Linked DNA regions of Ovis aries: region 2 is linked to region 1. Evidence: chromatin contacts called from public Hi-C data. All regions are on one chromosome and are shown on one strand. The core of a region is the stretch at or near the end of the contact, and the rest is flanking DNA. Distances in the headings are between cores, read along the strand shown. Region 1 holds the start of ABT1 (activator of basal transcription 1). Region 2 holds the start of LOC101110974 (histone H2B type 1-M).

The links. Hi-C and Micro-C count contacts between places; a contact is called where the count stands out from the background.
Region 2: a contact with region 1 is called in a Hi-C map of omental adipose tissue, with 2.2 times the contacts expected there. The contact joins the promoter of LOC101110974 here to the promoter of ABT1 in region 1. A contact is called at or near these places in 3 of 16 Hi-C or Micro-C datasets (blood, hypothalamus and omental adipose tissue).

What each region holds. Positions count from the first base shown.
Region 1 is chr20:30,523,482-30,529,970 of ARS-UI_Ramb_v3.0, reverse strand. ABT1 (activator of basal transcription 1) reads left to right here and starts at 3,081. Exons shown (of 4, transcript XR_009597625.1): 1 at 3,081-6,489. It overlaps LOC121817403 (a long non-coding RNA gene), which reads right to left. Exons shown (of 2, transcript XR_006057294.2): 2 at 1-3,186. It overlaps TRNAY-GUA (transfer RNA tyrosine (anticodon GUA)), which reads left to right; the gene lies at 1-32.
Region 2 is chr20:30,782,232-30,788,627 of ARS-UI_Ramb_v3.0, reverse strand. It overlaps LOC101110974 (histone H2B type 1-M), which reads left to right and starts at 4,204. Exons shown (of 2, transcript XM_004019076.6): 1 at 4,204-4,638. The coding sequence starts at 4,249. The coding sequence ends at 4,629. It overlaps H1-4 (H1.4 linker histone, cluster member), which reads left to right and starts at 2,535. Exons shown (of 1, transcript XM_012101127.4): 1 at 2,535-4,136. The coding sequence starts at 2,598. The coding sequence ends at 3,257.

The DNA.
Region 1 (6,489 bases), core at 1,832-4,331:
TTAGGTCGCTGGTTCGAATCCGGCTCGAAGGAGATCTCATTTTAGCAAAAAACCACTGCAAGCCTAAGGGAGAAAGCAATGGTGCCCCACTCCAGTAACCTTGCCTGGAAAATCCCATGGACGGAGGAGCCTGGTAGGCTGCAGTCCATGGGGTCGCTGAGTGTCGGACACGACTGAGCGACTTCACTTTTACTTTTCACTTTCATGCATTGGAGAAGGAAATGGCAACCCACTCCAGTGTTCTTGCCTGGAGAATCCCAGGGCTGGGGGAGCCTGGTGGGCCGCCGTCTATGGGGTCGCACAGAGTCGGACACGACTGAAGTGACTTAGTAGCATTGCAACCCTAAACACGATGACCTTGTAGGAATATATAGATAAATAAACAAGTGAACCTGAGGTAGGCACAGGAAGCTGTCAAAAAAGTTTTTTTTTTCATCTGGGTCGCTAAAGAATCTCCAGTAACTGATTTTTCAAGGAATTGAGAAGGGGTTATGGCAAAGGGGTAGGTCACCCTATCACAATGTTTTCATTTTTCCTAAAGGTTCAAAGGCCCTTTAGAGCTCTCTGTTGAGACTTATGTGAATAAACATTCTATCAATGACAATTTCAAATATACCCAAGGTAAAGAACACAGCATAATTTACCATTGTGGCCATCACAGTAGCAACTGACATCATCTACTCCTGCACAAGACCCACCTCCCTGATTCTTTTAGTCAATCCCCCAAAGTTTTCTCATTTCACTCTTTGTGGCTCAGTATTTTGAAGACTTCGGTGTTAAGAGCTAAAAGTGAAACCTACTTTGTTTCTCTCCCCATTCCAAAACAGTAGGAGGCAACTGGCAGAAAGTTCTCGTCCATAAATGAATGAAACAGGCATATGAGAACTAGAGAAATAGAGTTTGTTAGTCTTTAGAACCACTCCATCAAAGAGCACGTGGCGAGTTAACTTTAGAAAATATACTTGGAGTTCTGTTCAGCAACGACTGTCATCTCGGATTATGACTGTAGGTAGATTTACTACTGCTTCCATCCTCTGGCTTTCTTGGCTCCCTGGTTCCACCGGGATGGGAAATCTTGAGCCACAAATTCGTCCACAGCCCCTTCCAGGAAGCCGGCCCGAGTATTTGTACGCATTCCAGAGCTCGGCGCCTTGCAGTCGACCCCAAGGCGGATGTGGGTCGGAGGAATCTTGGCGCCTTAAGGACACGGGTAGCGCGCACAAACGGACAAGTCCTCCGGCCTCAAGATGAGGGGAGCGAGCCCGGAAAGCGGCCTCGAGTTTGATGAAGGGACCGCTTTCAAGGCCTCGCCATAGTTGGGAACTGCCAGGGCCGAGTCCGTTCTAGCGGGTTGTTCAGCTGATGGAGGTGAAAAAGGAAAGAAGCAGGTTGCTCTGACTGGACTGACTCCATTTTTAAAAGAAAAGGAACTCCATCTTACACCCTCGGCGAACTTTTGGACTGTATATCTGGGAGGCCATGGAGATAAAATACCAGCACACGAACAGGCCTCCCGGGCGGACAAAAACCCAGACCAGGCAGACCCCGTACCTAGACCTCCCCGAGCCAGAAGGAATGCAATGTCCACTATCTAATCAATCACTATCTGTAATCTTAATAATATTTATTGATGTGGGCTTTAGAATGTGAATTTATGGCTAAAACCTGACTGTATCTCTTACTAAGGTTGTCCAGAGCCAGTTTGGGTATGTGAGCTTGGGCCCATACACTTTGGGCACAATAGATTGTCACAAAACTCGGTCGGGGTCCCTGGCTAAAGAGGAAACTCTGCCTCGGACCGCGAGTGTAATAAACTGCAATCCACTATTCACGCTATCCTTCTGAGTGAGTTTGTTTCCCGGAGCTTTTGGCTACATTTCATGCGTTGGCCGGGAAACTCCTCACTGTGAGAGACAAGTCCCATTTGGGGCTACTCCGACGCTTCGCGGCTCTGATCTTCTAGACGGGGTTAAGGCGCCTCGTCCTTCTGTAAAGATTCCACTTCCCCACGCCGGGATCTTTCACGTTAGTGGGTAGTGGACTGGGGCAGGGGAGTTAAGCGCTCACGTAAGGAGATTCCCACCCTGCGGGGTGGAAGAGGGGGCCTGATCAACCCCCTGGGAGGGAATAGGGGACACATTGCTTCTGCTGCTGCTGCTAAGTCGCGTCAGTCGTGTCCGACTCTGTGCGACCCCGTAGACGGAAGCCCACCAGGCTCCTCTGTCCCTGGGATTCTTCAGGCAAGAACACTGGAGTAGATTGCCATTTTCTTCTCCAATGCATGAAAGTGAAAAGTGAAAGTGAAGTCGCTTAGTTGTGTCCGACTCTTAGCGACCCCATGGAGGGGACACACTGACCGTCAAAGTCATAAAGGAGGTGGTGTCCGCGTCGTCTTGGGGTAAATTATTACCAGGCGATTGCGAGAGGGCTTTGGGAAGAAGAAACTTGGTCTTTGTGTGCTTATATTCTGCCCTCCCCGAGGAGGTGTCCCATCTGCTGTGGAATTCATCCCCTCAGGGTTGTCAGGCTTAAAGAAGGAAGATACGCGAGTGAAAACAATTTGACCTTTCCCGAGACCGTCTGGGACGTGGGATATTTAATCCATCTATGTTTTCATCCGCACCCAATCAAGCCCACCAAGGCAGAACGGACTTTCAAAGTGAGAGGAGAAAATAATCTTGGACCACTTGGTGTTCTGGTTCGGCACTGCGGACCTGCAGATGAAGACTCGCCAATTCCCCTTCTAGCAGGAAGGCTCTCCTCACCCCAATTAAGAAGGAGGCGGAATGGCAATATGTGTTTCATTGAGTAGAAATATCAAGAAGTACTTAGGATACCGAGAACTTCGTGGACAGAACGAAAAGGGAAGGAAGAAGAAGGTCCGAGAATGTAAGCTAGATGGGAGGAAGTGAATCTAAGGCAACTGTATTGGAGTGCATGATTAAGAATTTTAAGAAGGAATTTGAAGAAGATTATGGGGTGAACATGACGCCTAACCGATTCCGCATATTCTGTGAGGTTGAACGGCCCTCTATGGGAGTAGGATGGCCACCAGAGGGCACCATGGACTTAAAAACAATAAAAGCGGTCTGCGGTAGTCACCGGAACGCCGGGGCAGCCGGATCAATACCCATATACTGATTCTTGGCTGTGGTTGGCTCGAGATCCTCCCCCTTGGGCAAGACTCTGCATTCAAAAAGAGAGAGGGAAAACATTAATGGCACAAAAATCGACTGATGACAAAAAAGAAATTCTGCAGGATCCGGACGGGAGTGATTTGCCCTCTCTCCCATACTGGATGACGCGCCGGCCACCTAATGCTCACCAGGACCGGAGGCCGCCTTAATGACCACCGATCCAGGGCCTGCTGGGGCTCCACCAGCTGCTCCTGGGCCAACTCCCCCGGAGATCGTAGAACCGCCATTTCGGCAGGCTCCGATCCCGGCGGTAGGAACCTCTAGTCAACGTCCACAGGACTCAGCCTCAGCCGAACCTCCTAAAAAGTATCAGCCTCTCCCGGTGAGTACTGACGGAAAGGGGGAAGGAGACACAGGAATTCGACAGAGGCTGCGCTCCGCCAAAGAGCCGGGGTAAACAAATGCCTCGCAGAGAGCTACAACAGAGTGCAACAGCTCCGGTTCAGGGAGCAGACAGACACTACCACCAGCCTCCCCGAGCCTACTATTACCAACCATTTTCCTCTGTGGACCTACTAAACTGGCAGAAACCCAAGGCATGATCAGGCTGATGGAGACTATTTTTCGAACCTACCATCTTACGTGGGAGGACATAATCCAGCTGCTAGTTTCCCTCTTCAGCACTGAAAAAAGACACAGGATCCATACTGAGGCTAGAAAATGGCTACAAGAAGTGGCCCCCGAGTGTACTGTAAACCCACAGCGGTGGGCAGAACTAGCCAACCCTGATGAAAGGCCCGATTGGGACTATAACACAGAGGCAGGAAGGGGCCACCTTGAGAGATATAGGACGGCTATTTTACAAGGTCTCAAGAGGGCTGCCGTAAGTCTATAAATATGGCAAAACCAACCGAAGTAGTCCAAAAGGAAACTGAAACACCTACTGAGTTATATGAAAGACTATGCAAGACCTATAGACTTTATACACCAATAGATCCAGAGGCAGCTTGGTCTCAAATTGTGATAAATACAGCCTTTGTATCTCAAGCCTACCCTGATATCAGACGCAAGCTCCAAAAGGTAGGCAGAGTATTAGCCATGACCAGCACACAAATAATTGAGATTGCTAATAAAGTGTTCAAAAACAGAGACGTGGAGGCAAAAAAGAAGGCTGAGAAAAAACGGAGAGAAGAAAACAAGAGAGCAGATCAGAGGATGGTGTTACTGGCTGAGGCCTTGGGAAGGCCCCTCCTTGGGCCTTCCTCAATACCTCCACCCCCTCTAAATCAGCCTTGGTCTCCTGGCAAGCCTCCTATAAGGAAGCCCAGGATCGCCCTGCAACCAAATCAATGTGCCCATGCCGGGGCTTCAGCCACTGGAAAAATGAATGCCTTCAGAACAGCTGGGAAAAATAACTGGCATTGATTGTTTTAGGGCTGGCTGAACTGGAGGCTGAATAGGGGTGCCGGGGCTCAAAGACACAAGGTCCCCAAGAGCCCATGGTAAAACTAAAAGTGGAGAACCAAATTATTGACTTTATGGTGAATACTGGAGCAGAAATGTTAGTGGTGACCGAACCGGTGACCCCCCAGAGAAGGCCATTGCTGCAGGAGTAACCAGGGAAAAGCTGATTAGACTATTCTGTCTACCCCCAAAATGCCAGATTGGGGTGGGGGGGGCATCAAGTGACTTATGAATTCCTGTATATTCCTTAATGCCCAGTACCTCTTTGTGGAGACTTGTCATCTAAATTGGGTGCACAAGTGACCTTTCTCTCCAAGAAAGACCCGCTCTCGACCAGCTGTTTACTCTCCCTTTTGGTAACCCCTCAAGATGAATGAAGATTGCATGATCCTTTGGAAGGGAAGCCAGATGGGTTAAACAATCCAAAGAGAGAGCTGATCCAACAATTCCCTGAGGTTTGGGCGAAAGATACACCCCCACCCCGCCCCTGCCTGGGCTTGCCAAACATCAAGCTCCCGTGGTAAGAGAACTCAAACCTGGTGCCATACCAGTCAGGAAATGTCAGTACCCGCTAGCACTGGAGGCCCGAGTTGGTATCCTGCCACATATAAATAGGTTACAGCAGGTGGGCATCATGATTGAATGCCAGTCAGCCTGGAACACACCAATCCTGCCAGTTAAGAAGGAAAGGGGACAGGACTACAGGCCTGTACAGTACCTCAGACTGGTCAATCAAGCAGCGGTAACTCTACACTCCACTGCTGCTAACCTATATACCTTACTCAGCCTCCTCCCACCGAGTGCTAAGATCTATACTTGCCTGTATCTAAAAGACACATTCTTTTATATCCATATTGCTCCGGTATCTGAACCTATTTTTGTCTTTGAATGGGAAGATCCTGCAGGGAGCACCAAACAACAGCTCACTTGGACTTGCCTCCCGCAAGGATTTAAGAATTCCCTGATCATTCTCGGGGAAGCCTTGGCTTCCGATCTGGACTCATTCCAGCCAGGAAGGTTTAGATACTGGCTGCTACAATACGTGGATGACCTGCTGTTGGCTGCAGAGAATAAAGAACACTGCTGGGAAGGAACTAAGGCTTTGCTAGAACTGTTGATGGAGGCGGGCTACCGAGTTTTGAGGAAAAAGCCACAGATCTACAAGATGGAGGTAAGATATTTGGGGTTTGTCCTGAGAGGGGGCAAAAGACTGTTGGACCAATCCAGGAATGCAGTAATCCTGAGAATCCCACGACCAAAAACCTGCATAGGTCCCAGAATTTTGGGGAGCCACTGGGTTTTGTAGAATTTTGATCCCAGGATACTCTCAGATGGCCTAGCCCTTGTATGAACTCCTAACAGGGCCAGAAGGGGATTTACTAAATTGGGCTGAGAGGCAGCAACAGGCCTTTGAAAAGTTAAAATTGGCAATTACATTGGCACCTGCATTGGGTCTACAAGAACTTACTAAACCATTCACTCTTTATGTGACTGAAAAAGACAAAGTGGCTATGGGGGTATTAACCCAGGCCATGGGGACACGGGATAGACCAATAGCCTATCTCTCAAAACAGCTGGACAACATTGCTATTAGATGGCCCGGGTGCTTTCGGGCGATTGCCATGGTTGCCTTACTGGTCCGAGAAGCAAACAAGCTAACTGGGCCAAAACTTAATTGTAAAGGTTCTCCTTAATTGTAAAGGAGGTCAGTGTTCTCCTATGAGGGGATCCCCACAAATGGTTGTCAATGTAGCAGATTACCCAATGTCAGCGACTTTTATGTGAGAACCCTCATGTTACTATTGAGCTCTGTCAGGCCTTAAATGCAGCTACACTCCGTCCTATGGGGGAAGGCGGACCCTCACATAATTGTGAATAAATCCTGGAA
Region 2 (6,396 bases), core at 2,955-5,454, 260 kb before region 1:
TAATGATTATTCAGACCTGTAGCCTGAAAAACACATGTGTTGAGAGCAAATGCTTTGAAGTCAGATAGCTGTAAGCTGGAATACTGGATGAACTTCTTAACAGGAGTCTTCTCAGGAGAATCCAGAATTATCTGGGGCAAGACTCTGGAATCTATATTTAAAACACATTTACAACACACACACACACACACACACACACACACACACACTTATACCAACACCCTATGTAATTCTGATTTAACTGATAGATCAATTGGAAAATGGAACATTTTGGTGTTACTTTTATTTCAAATAAACGTTGGATGTGATAGTGGCAGATCCTTGATGTCTTCCTTAACTCTGTCAAATAGTTTTATGTTTTTTAGAAAACAAACTGCACCACAGGACATGAGCACAGGTGACTTAAAAGATCACAGAATATGAAGGATTTAAGTGCCTCAAAGTCTGATTTAGTTAGGGATACATATAATAAAGTGAGGCATTTGAGAGAATTTTAATTTTAGTCGCTTTTGCTGATTTCAACTATTTAGGGGAGTGTTTTTGTTTGTCATTGAAAATGAGTAGAACCCCACTGTTCTGAGATAAAATGTCCATAGAATCAGTTTCTGTAGTAACCATCAATTGATCTATTTCAGAACCTTATTCATTCCATTTTATTTTAATATATAAGAAATTATAAATTTATTTTTCACTAGCATGCACCAATTACATTGAAAATTTTTATACGGTAAGTCATTCAAAATATCGATAATTTATATGTCTTTTATATCAGATTCAGCATTAAAAATTAAACTAGACTGTTTTGAGATATTTCATTAATGTTGTATCAAATATCTGTATCCTCTTATTACAGTGGTAGAATCTGTTGTGTGTGGAGGAAATTGGGGGCAATGGAACTAAAAATTAATTTGATGTCTAGTGCTATGTTACAACCAGCCACAACCACAGAATTGTATCATATCACCTTATATAGCACTGGACAAAATTTCATGTCTTTCAAGTACATGACCTGCAGATTTTGAAGACAATTCCAGGCAGACCATTTTCCAGGAATAATTCCTTTAGTTGAGTTTTTCATTGCCAACATGTACTGCTTTAGGGATTGCCAACATGTGCTACCTCAATAAAACCACTTTTTTGAAGACCTTGCAAAGAATGTCTTGCAAAGAGGACAAAGACTTACCTTGGATGATTCCTCAAAGCTCTGTGTCTGAGCTGGAAATCTGAACTTGTCATTCAATTCTGCTTACATGATCAGTCGCTTCAGTCATGTCCAACTCTGTGCAACCCTATGGACGGTAGCCTGCCAGGCTTCTTTGTCCATGAGATTCTCCAGGCAAAGATGCTAGAATGGGTTGCATGCCCTCCTCCAACACCATTCAATCCTATATGTAACTTACTTTCTTTTTTATGGAGCGCTGTGAAGCAGAAGGGCCTTAATCTTCATGACTGAAGCCATATTTGGTGTGTGGACTAGTCACTCATCAGTTACACAGTGACCACAGGATCTGAGTTTCTCTAGTAATGGTAATAGATATGTTACAATCTATACTTTCCATTTAGTTCCCCTTATGATCAATGCCTGAATTTCAATCCTAAAAGTATATTACTATTTGATTCTGAAGCACATGCCAAAATAATCCAGCAGGACTGCAGACATATCGTCCAAGTGCACTGCCACTTCCAGTGACTTTATGGACGACATCTGTGTGTTATTTGAAAATTAATCCTTTTCCATCTGTGTACCCTGAGTATGTTTTGGATTCCCTTTCCTTCACAAATATCCTGAATTCAAGGTATCTAAAGTCCTGGAGCAGTTGTCCGGAGGAAGAGAAGCAACAGCCCCGCCCCCAACCCTTGGGAGCAGAAAGGAAGAGAATTATCCTAAGGAATTATTTAAAAATCCAGACGCGGCAGACACAAATAAAACCATGGCTGCATAGGTTGATGTCCCAGGGGTCCAAATTTTAACGTCACATGTGCAATAATTTGTTTAGCATTAAACTAAACCAGTTTGATGAACTCAAATGCCCTCGGCTCAATAGGCAGGACTCTCCGAGGAGCCTGTGTTACTTCCCTCACTTAAGCGCAGATTTATAATAAAAATCTTAATGCCAGTGACATGGTTTTTGGACACATAAGAACCTAAGCACTTGGAGAATCATATTTGAGAGGTCAGAAAACTCCACAGTTAAAGATCGGTGTATAATTTACTAAGAAAATAGAAAGTTTTGTTTCTCTGAGTCGAAATTTGACGAGCACGGCGGGAAATATTGCAGGTTTTTGGCATAAGGTTTTGTGCTTTACTCATAATTTGAGACCTACGTGAAGCCTGAGGCTTCGGGGATCACTTTCTGAGAAAAATCGGGCAATTCGATGCACAGAATTTTGATATTTTTGGCATTTTTTGAGGTGTAACAAACACAACTCGGGATCCGAGAGGACACTCTGCGGCTGCCAGCGAGGCGGGCTGGACAGCGCACCAATCACGGCGCAGCTCCGCCCTATATAAACGGGCGGGCGCAGCGGCGCGGCCCGAGTCCCGGCCAGTACCTCTGCTTCCGGCTCGAATTGCTCTACCCACGCCCGCCTAGAACATGTCCGAGACTGCGCCCGCCGCGCCCGCTGCTCCGGCCCCCGCCGAGAAGACGCCTGTGAAAAAGAAGGCCCGCAAGGCCGCAGGTGCCGCGAAGCGCAAGGCGTCTGGTCCCCCGGTGTCCGAGCTCATCACCAAGGCTGTCGCCGCCTCCAAGGAGCGCAGCGGCGTGTCTCTGGCTGCGCTCAAAAAGGCACTGGCGGCCGCTGGCTACGATGTAGAGAAGAACAACAGCCGCATCAAGCTGGGTCTCAAGAGCTTGGTGAGCAAGGGCACTCTAGTGCAGACCAAGGGCACCGGGGCTTCCGGCTCTTTCAAGCTCAACAAGAAAGCGGCCACTGGAGAAGCCAAGCCCAAAGCCAAGAAGGCGGGTGCGGCCAAGCCCAAGAAGCCCGCAGGAGCAGCAAAGAAGCCGAAGAAGGCCACTGGGGCGGCAACCCCCAAGAAGAGCGCCAAGAAGACCCCAAAGAAGGCGAAGAAGCCTGCTGCGGCTGCAGGAGCCAAAAAGGCAAAGAGTCCGAAAAAAGCGAAAGCAGCCAAGCCGAAGAAGGCGCCCAAGAGTCCAGCGAAGGCCAAAGCGGTGAAACCCAAGGCGGCTAAACCAAAGACCGCCAAGCCCAAGGCAGCCAAGCCAAAGAAGGCGGCGGCCAAGAAGAAATAGGAAGTTCCTTTGGCCTCCGGCTTCGAAGCTCGACACAACCCAAAGGCTCTTTTCAGAGCCACCCAAAGATCTCGGGAAAAGAGCTGTTGCACACTTAAGGGGGCGTGGTCGGGCGGAAGAGGCAGCAAGTGGAGGGCGGGCCTCGCGGGGGTGGGAGGTGGTTCTTAGCAGAGTTCCGTAAAACGTGAGAGTGCTAGCGAACCCTGGAATTGCACGGGTAATCGGTTTGCGCCTAACTAGTTGAGCATGTACAAGGCTCACAGAACAGTGGGCTGGTTTGACGCAAATTCCCAACGCTGCCTCAAACGGCACGGTAAAATAGAGCCCGAGTTTGGGGAGAAAGTAATTCTCCGTATTTAACAGGCGCTATGTTCTATAGGGTTTTACAAGAGATGGTTAGTCATTGAATGGGTTGCAATAATTCTTCTGGTAGAGGACGAAGAAAACGGGTTGTGAATTTTATTACAGGGTGACCCAGTCCACATGGTGGTGGCTACGATGGGTAGTTAGCTGTCCATTAGTTACCTGCCCCGAGGCGCAGGATACTGTTTTTATCGAGCTTGCCCACCAGCCCCGAGGACATTAAGATGGCCACTAGGTGCGGGCCCGAGCCAGAATCAGCGTTACACAAAGGAACAGAGAAGTTGCCTTTAGTTACAAACCTAAAACTAGCATGTTCCCAACTACTTGCATCTGCTTGCTGTGAAATACACAATACAGGCTTCTGAAGAGGCTATTTATACTAGCTATGGGTAAGTCTAGTCTAGGCTCTGTGATTGGGTCAAAGCAAAGTAACAAAGCAGCCAATGAAAAGGTAGACCTGTTAGACTCATTTACATTCGTGTTTATGACGCCACAATAAAATTAATCCAATCCTGAGCGAGATCTTACGAACCTCATTTGAATACCGCGTCTATAAATAAATGTGGCCTCACTCGAGGCAACTATTTTCCCAGCTGTTACTGTAACTATTCCAGTTTATATCGGTAAGATGCCTGAACCCACCAAGTCAGCTCCTGCCCCAAAGAAAGGCTCGAAGAAGGCAGTGAGCAAGGCGCAGAAGAAGGATGGCAAGAAGCGCAAGCGCAGCCGCAAGGAGAGCTACTCCGTGTACGTGTACAAGGTGCTGAAGCAGGTCCACCCGGACACTGGCATCTCGTCCAAGGCCATGGGCATCATGAATTCATTTGTCAACGACATCTTTGAGCGCATCGCGGGTGAGGCGTCGCGTCTGGCGCATTACAACAAGCGCTCGACTATCACATCCAGGGAGATCCAGACGGCCGTACGCCTGCTGTTGCCCGGGGAGTTGGCCAAACACGCCGTGTCCGAGGGCACCAAGGCCGTCACCAAGTACACCAGCTCCAAGTAAACATGCCAAGTAAGCGTCTTTACACCTAACCCCAAAGGCTCTTTTAAGAGCCACGCATGTTTTCAGCAAATGAGTTGTAATCCTTTCATTACAAAGGCTATATTCCTATTTCTACCAAATTTAAATCTTCACTAGCATTCTTTACGGTTCTATTGCATCTGCGTAAGAATTACTATGGGCAAGCTAGACAATACGTGCTACTACTCATTGCATGCCCACTACAGGTAAGTAGTTACATAGAACCATGATACCACGAAACCATTTATCAATTTGCCCTGAAAATGCCCTTTAAGGTACAGCTTTCTTTTCCGTACTTTGGTCTTCAAGTTGATCCTGACGGTGACCCGGACTTTGGCGATGAACCCTCACCCAGAATACGAAAGAGCGTGCTCTTACCAAGTTCATTCTGCTCAGAGCTTTTACATTTTTCTTTTTTCTGCATTTTTAAACCACAGATACATGTATTTCCGGGGGTGGGGGAATGCTGAAAACTGAATTTTCACAAAAATGTTACAGAGGTTTTTTCTGGTTTCCTTGCTTTGGAATTGGTGCAGTTTCTGCGGTGAGGAGGAGCCTACGCTGTATCCTAAAGGCGGAAAAGAAAAGCAAAACGAAGCCTTCAAATCCTGTCAGCTGCTATAATTTCTTTCCCAGAAAGTCCTATTTAATTTGTAGTCCTCTGGGGGCAGCATTCAGCTTTAAAGTATTCTGGGTCTCAGATGTCCGGTTATCATTCTCTCCATCGGTAAAGGAGTCTGTCTACTCCGCTCAGGCCCCATTTTGAGCACTCCTGCTTTCCCGGGTGTCCCCAAGTATCAAGGGCAGGGAGGAAGTAGAAAGGAAAGGAAAACCCTTCCTGGTAGAATGTGTACTAGGTAGGATAGAAATAAGCGCTTTCCCTAGTGGGAAATAACATTTTGTCAAGAAGATAAATCTGAAGAGGCTGGGACGGGGGCGGGGGGGGGGGGGGGGTGCGGCGCGGGGCGGCGCGCTAGGAGGGAGTGGCCGGGAGGAAAGGAATCAGTAGAGGTAACCAAGAAAATTGCCAGGTAGATGAGCATGGGCTGAGGATGAAGCAATGAAGACCCAGTATGAAAGTAAGGAACACTCAGTCCGAGGGCCTTGGCCCATGTGAAACCCTAAGCACCTCTGCTGATTTTTACCCAAATCTGAGCTTTGTTTTTTAGGCTGTTATATGAAGTCTGGCCATGGTGGGGAGCATAAGAACTTTCCCAGTGAAGCTGAGACACCAGACCAAAAGGAACTAGAGATAAATACACACATTCATTCACAGTAGATAATGGAGGGCAAAGAATGTCCTGAAACTTGGTGCTGAGCAAGTAAACTCCACTGCTGAGAATCTGGAATACAAGCCAGGCTTCACACTTTTTTTGTTTCAGCGTGAATATAATAAAATAGGGATTCAAAACACCTAGGCTGAGAATTTAATTTAGAAATATCCCAAACTGTTTTGGTGCTCCTTGGGCACCTGGTAAAAGCAAATACAAATCCTCTCTGAAAGGGTAAGCTTCATTTTAGGCCTTAATAAATCCCACAGATATATAGCCAAGAAAATGAAAGAGCAGCTTCACAACCAAAATTAGCCAAAGACGCCATGACCAAGAACAACAGACAATGGAAACCAAAGCACACATTAACAGATACAAACTTCAAGTGACTAATATATTTCCAAACAAAACCTGAACTATGGGAAGGATAGAGAATACAAGGATAGGAAGAGAATACAAAAAAACGATCACATGGTTT